Regions from separate parts of the Triticum aestivum genome. Here region 2 is linked to region 1. The links are chromatin contacts, called in public Hi-C maps. All regions are on one chromosome and are shown on one strand. Each heading gives the region's core, a stretch centred on a gene start, on an enhancer-like site or on the middle of the called end of the contact. The rest is flanking DNA. Distances are from core to core; before and after follow the strand shown. Region 1 holds the start of LOC123092262 (probable arabinosyltransferase ARAD1). Region 2 holds the start of LOC123092263 (protein ETHYLENE-INSENSITIVE 3-like 1a).

The links. Hi-C and Micro-C count contacts between places; a contact is called where the count stands out from the background.
Region 2: a Hi-C map of leaf shows a contact between it and region 1, with 2.9 times the contacts expected there. The contact joins the promoter of LOC123092263 here to the promoter of LOC123092262 in region 1. A contact is called at or near these places in 2 of 5 Hi-C or Micro-C datasets (both in leaf).

The regions. Positions count from the first base shown.
Region 1 is chr4B:382,917,237-382,920,622 of IWGSC CS RefSeq v2.1, reverse strand. LOC123092262 (probable arabinosyltransferase ARAD1) reads left to right here and starts at 1,943. Exons shown (of 2, transcript XM_044513973.1): 1 at 1,943-2,912. The coding sequence starts at 2,082.
Region 2 is chr4B:383,565,708-383,568,997 of IWGSC CS RefSeq v2.1, reverse strand. It overlaps LOC123092263 (protein ETHYLENE-INSENSITIVE 3-like 1a), which reads left to right and starts at 1,485. Exons shown (of 2, transcript XM_044513974.1): 1 at 1,485-1,677; 2 at 3,181-3,290. The coding sequence starts at 3,254.

The DNA of each region.
Region 1 (3,386 bases), core at 694-3,193:
TATGCATGCTTGTGGTCTAAGGCAGGGGGACTCCATCTCACCCCTTCTCTTTGTCATTGTGATGGATGTCCTCTCGGCTATGATCTTGAAGGCGCAGGAGACGAATGCGGTTAGCAAGATACCCGGCTGTGCTCCGATACAGAGACTATCCCTGTATGCAAACGATGTTGTTATGTTCATCAGGCTGAGCTGGACGGATTTGTGGTTTATTCAGGAGGCCCTGAGGTTATTTGGCGAGGCCTCTGGCCTCAAGGTTAACTTCACCAAGTCCGCGGCTATCATGATCAGATCGAATGAGGAGGAGGAGGAGTTAGTGCGGCAGGCCATGCCATGGAAGCTGGAGACATTCCCCATTAAATATCTAGGGCTGCAGTTGGGGATCAAACAACTCACGAGATCAGAGTGGCAGCCTATTGTGGATCAAGCGCTGAAGTTGATGCCAGGATGGCAGCGTGGCCTCGTCACCCGTCCCGGTCGCCTCCTTCTGGTGAACCAGGTGGTGAGGGCCAGACCCATACGCCACTTGATTGTGGCAGAGGCCCCGAAGTGGGCACTGGAGAGAGTGGATAAGGGATGTCGTGCCTTCTTCTGGGCAGGCTCGGAGGAAATCCAGGGAGGCCATTGTGTAGTTGCGTGGCGCCGGGTTTGCCGGCCTAAGCAGATGGGAGATCTCGGGGTGGTGGATCTCTATAAACATGGTATCGCCCTCAGACTTAGGTGGGAGTGGTTGAAGCGCACCGACAGCTAGCGTCCTTGGCAGGGGCTCAGTTACTGCTCCGACAAGCATGTCAGGATGGCCTTCGACAGCCTGTTCAAGTGGGAAGTCGGGGAAGGTTCGACGACTTTGTTCTGGCGTGATCGCTGGATCTGTGGCTCCTGTGTGAAGGAGATTGCCCCGCTACTTGTTGGCAAAGTGCGGCAGCAGGTAGTTAATAAGAGGAAAGTGAAAGATGCATTGTATCTTCACGGGTGGACGCAAGATATCATGGGAGAGATGAATACCGAGGAGCTCTCGCAGTTCATTAGGCTGTGGGAGGTGCTGGTAGACATTGAGCTCACTCCTGGCTCGGAGGACACACCCATCTGGCAATGGGATGCTACAGGCAAGTACTCGACAAAATCAGCGTACAAAATGATGTGTGAGGGAGGAGTACGATTTCAATGTGCTTCGGCTGTCTGGCGCAGTTGGGCTACGATGACCTGCAAGCTCTTCATTTGGCTTGCACTTCAGCACAGAGTGTGGACTTCGGACCGCAGACAGGGGCATGGGTTGCAAGATCATAGCTCGGCATGTTACCTTTGTGACCAAGAAGAGGACAATATGGATCACATACTCATGCAATGTGTATATGCGAGACAAGTGTGGTTTTTGTGTTTCAGAAGGCTGGGCGTGGACGAAGCTTTGATCCCAACCACGGAAGACACACTAGGTGATTGGTGGGTGTCTGCCAGAAAGCGAATTGACAAGAGATACCGGAGAGGATTCGACACAATCTGCATTTCTGTATGCTGAAATCTATGGAAGCAGAGAAATGGCAGAGTCTTTCGCAACAGCAACATCACCAACGAATGGGGAGCAGACGATCTTGTCCACCAGGAACTTAGGCTATGGGCCTTGTCGAGAGGGAAAGGAGTTCTACATTGTATAGAGTAGTAGCCTAGCGTGTGGAGTGGAGGGATGGACGTGCATACCGTGTGTGATAGTGCATTCCGTCGTATGTAATTCTTGTACATAACTCTTTTCGTCTATAAAGCTGGGGTACGCAATTTGGGTACGAGAAAAATCGAGCTCTTTGAGGAAAGCGGCAAAAGGGCAGCGACCGCAATGGGGTGGCAGTGCGTGCGTCCTTGCGTGGATCTGGAATGGAAAGAGGCCGTTCCTCGGTTCCTGCCGCACCGCATCCGTCCAAGCGCAACAGTCCCGTTCGACGCCCAAGCCCAGATCCACCCCCACGCGACACCCCCACCCGAGGCAGGAGACCGCGGCCGCCACTGACCCATCCCCACATACCAGTACCACACACGTATCCCCACCTCCTCAGATCCGAGCGCCATGGCCGCCCACCCCCACCCGCATTGCTATGCCTACCGCTAGCGCCTCCATGGCCGCCGCCGCCTCCTGCCGGAGCCCACTCGTCTGGTTCTTCTCCCTCGCCGCCGCGCTCTTCTTCGCCTCCTGGTACCTCCTCCTCGACTCCGCCGCCGCCCCGGCCGCGCTCGATGCCCACCGCCAGGGCCTCCGCCCCGCCTCTCCAGGCAGGAAATGCGATCCGGACAAGGCACTGCTGCGCGTCTACATGTACGACCTGCCCCTCGAGTTCCACTTCGGCATGCTCGACTGGGAGCCCGGGAGCGGCGGCGGCGGCGGCCTTTGGCCGGACGTCAGGCACGGCGTGCCGGAGTACCCAGGAGGGCTCAACCTGCAGCACAGCATAGAGTACTGGCTCACGCTGGACCTCCTCGCCTCCGAGCAGGGCGCGCCCACGCCGTGCAACGCCGTCCGGGTGCGCGACCCCGCCAGGGCCGACGTCGTCTTCGTGCCCTTCTTCGCCTCCCTCAGCTTCAACCGCCACTCCAAGGTCGTGCCGCCCGCGCGGACCAGCGAGGACCGGGCGCTGCAGCGGAGGCTGATCGACTTCCTCGCCGCGCGGCCGGAGTGGCAGAGGTCCGGCGGGAGGGACCACGTTGTGCTCGCGCACCACCCCAACGGGATGCTCGACGCGCGCTACAAGCTCTGGCCCTGCGTCTTCGTGCTCTGCGACTTCGGGAGGTACCCACACAGCGTCGCCAACATCGACAAGGACGTCATCGCCCCGTACCGGCATGTCGTCGACAACTTCTTCAATGACTCCACCGGCTACCACGACCGGCCGACCTTGCTCTACTTCCAAGGCGCCATTTACAGGAAAGATGTGAGTACCCTTTGATGAAGCTTACTAGTTTTAGCTTAAGCAGGGAAAAATCGTGGTGTGATTAGTCAACTTCCATTTTTAATAATAATATATAGCCATTTGGTTTTAAAACTTGCTTTGCATGTGTCGTTTCCCTACATAGATTTGAGAATGTTTGCCATGTACTGGTACTATTTAACCGATTTAAGTTTCAGTCAGTAGCACGATCCTAAGCTAGCACAACCTCATCTGTAGTCTGGAGTCTGGACACCCTCCGTGGTACTTGATTTGGACTTCAATGATTCTGGCTACGGGAAATATCCTAGTTGCAATTAATTGTCATTGGATTGCCTTGTTCACTATCCAGCTGAGTTTGGTTCGCTATCACCTCTTTCATGTGACTGTTACCTACTTATAAGCCCCATTTATGTTATAGCTCTAGGGTTTGATACTTAAGAGGTTCTATAATCTGATAAGGTTGATAATCCAAAATTG
Region 2 (3,290 bases), core at 236-2,735, 650 kb before region 1:
GACTCCCAACCGTCAGATCGAGCCCCTTCCCCGCATCGTCTACCTTCCGTGTTCGGATCGAGCAACGGCAAGCGCCACGGGCCACCCCACACCCAGCCATGGGCATCTACCTCGTCGTCATCCCCGTCGCCGTTCGCCGCTCGCCCTCGCCGTCGCCGTCACCGCTCGCCGTCGCTGCTCGCCGTCGCCGCTCGCCAGTTGGAGCACAGGTGCCCCATGGCCCCGCCCCTCTGATGCAGCAAAAAAATGGACCCCAGCAAATAAAAATCGACCCCTGCCGGTGCCTGGAGTTCGTCGCCGTTGCAGCTCCGCCGGGAAGCCACCGTAGTAGTCAGTTGCATCAATAGTGAGTTGCTGATTCAAGCTTTTTGTCGCGGTCTCTGGTTGAAGCTTTTCAGAAATACGGTTGAAGCTTTTCAGAAATACGGTTGAAGCTTTTCAGAATTATGGTTGAAGCTTTTCAGAAATACGGTTGAATCTTTTTGTCGCGGTCTCTGGTTGAAGCTTTTCAGAAATACGGTTGAAGCTTTTCAGAATTACGGTTGAAGCTTTTCAGAAATACGGTTGAAGCTTTTTGTCGCGGTCTCTCTGGTAGAAGCTTTTCAGAAATACGGTTGAAGCTTTTCAGAATTACGGTTGAAGCTTTTCAGAAATGCGGTTGAAGCTTTTCATGTCGACAATTGCATCTTTTTTCGTTGTGTACTCATGGGGGTGAAGCTTTCTATAGAGTTGGTTGAAGCCTTGTATAAATCGGGTTGAAGCTTTTCAATTCACAGTTGAAGCTTTCCAAGCCGATGGTTGTAGCTTTTTTTTCTTTCGTAGTGTTCGCATGAAACTTATCTATTTCGTCGGTTGAAGCTTTTTCAAATACAGTTTGAAGCTTTCGCATGAACGGCTGTAGCTTTTTCAGTTGCATGGTGGCTTCTAGCTCAGGCTCGCCGGTGCGGGGGGAACTTGTATAGGGGGAGGGGGGGGGCGAGGGGACCTGCACGGGATTGGGCTGGCCGGCGGCGGGATCTGAGGAAGGAAGAAGAGGGCCAGCAGGCGCTAGGCTGAGAGAGAAAAGAGGGGATCGGGAGCAGATCTGGTGGCGCGGATCCGAGCAGATCTGGCCGAGGGCAGCCGGATCCGCTGATTCCCATGGCGGCGGCGCCCTGGGAGGTCTCCGGTCGGCGAAGCTTGGCCATGGCAGCGGAGAGAGAGAGACAAGCGACGGGAAGAAGAGAAACAGGAGGGAGAAGACGCACGTGGGCGGGCCCTCCATCCTACGTGTCGGTAGGTGAGTCGCTCGGTACGTTCGCGCGTGGACGCGACCGGCCGAAGCTTCGGCCGGTGCCCCGTAGTGAAACGTTTCCCATAATATAAGGGGGCGATTATAAGATGGAAGGGTCCCTGTCGCTGTTGCGCCCGAGCGCCACCACACCCACTTGCCTTTCCTATTAGCTGCTTTGTGCTCTTGCGCCGTGGTCTCCCCTCCCCCCCCCCCCCCCCCCCCCCTCCCCTTGGCCTGTTCTTATCTGATCTCCCGTCTCCCCTCCTCTCCCTCGTGCCTTCTTCTCCCCACCTTTCCCCCACCCTCCCTCCGCTGTTTTTCTCTCCTCCCCTCCCTTCCTAGCTCTCCCAGGTCATGGCAAAGGTGAAAAGCGGATAAAACTAGCAAGTGGGAGATCGACGCAGGTGAGCTCATGCTGCCCTGCCATCTCCCTTTTGTGTTCATGTCTTCCTGCTGCATATGCTTCTTCTTCCTCATCTATCCTTTTATGATGTGTTTTGTCCGTGCTCTTGATTGGCTAGGGTGAGGGCCTGAGGTAGGCTAGCTATGCGACCATGCCTTGTTCTTTTGGGTATTTTTCTCTCTGGATAGATAGATAGATAGATATTTTCGGGGGTCCTAGAGTTGCTTCTGCAGCCGTTATCAATTCCAGTTTTTGCTTCTTCGCTCTCTTCTTTTTCATTGCTCCACGGAGATATTTTTGGATGAGTCCAATTCCCAGAGTTCCCTTCTTTCTTTTCTTCTGGAAATCTGGAATACGTAGCACCTGCGTTTTCGGAAGGATTTTATTTTGTTTTGTTTTGTCAGGCAGGAATGGAATGCTATTCCTGTTTTCTCTTATCAGGAGATGGAAAACTTCCCGTCTCTTCTCCGTTTTGATGCCTGCTTGATCCATTTTCTCTATTGTTTTCTTCCCCTTTTGTGGACTATACTACTGCTTTGTTTCCTTTTGGGTGAGCACATGGGTACATGTTCTTGTTTCCAACTGTCCATACCTGTTTGGCTAGGTACAAGTAAATATTTACATCTCCATAAAAGATGGCTTTCTTCCCTTGAAAAGTGTCTCCCCTGCTTTCTCATCATTTTGGCCAACCCCTGTGACTGATTGGATCAAAGCAATCTTTCATGAGGACGCTTAAACATGATTCAATTGTTTTTGTGACCTGCTAGGATTATATGGAAACAGTTCAGTTGTGTTTTGGTAAAACCCTGTGTGGACAATCATGTGTTCAATTTTCTGCCTTATTCTTCCATTGCTGTATTACTCCTATATGGTCATGCATAACACACCCATTTCCGTTAGTTATGCCGTCCGATATGATCATGTCACAGAGGAAAACAAGATAAGCTTCTGTTAGATTAGTTGCCTCTGCTAGTTGCGTGCGCTGCCTTCCTCGAGTTGATGATCTATAATTGTGAAGGAGAGGATCATAGCAGAGGTGTGTGTGGTGTGGGTTGGATAAGATCGAGTGCGTTTTGATTAGCCAAACACATGCAGGCCGGGCCTTCCGGCGCTTGCTTCAATCGGCAAACTTGCTTTTATGCCACATGATTGTCTCGGCTCCGGGTTATGTAGATCTGGGATGTTTTGTGAACTAATACTACTGCTCCAGCTGTTTTCTTTAAGGAGAAGACAGGAACTGGAGCACATACGTGTTAAGTCACCGTCTAATTACCTGATTAAGTTCCCTCAAAGAAAACTACCTGATTAAGATGCTCTAGTAAAGTATTATGGCTATTTTAAGCTTTATTGCTCTTAACTGTAATTGCCTCTTTAACACTAGTAATCTTGTTGCACATGTTGCCTAGTTATTGCGTTTACACTCAGCAAGCAATAAGTTGGTAATCCCCTCCTGGCCTTAAGTCTTGTAGTAATTAACCTGGCCTCTTTGCTTGCTTCTGTGCAGGTGAACACCCCAGCTACAAGTAGTAGAGGAAGTGGAATTTTATCTGTGGAGAAAAAGAGCTGCTTGAGTGACCATGATGGGAGGTGGGCTGCTGATGGATCAGGGCATGG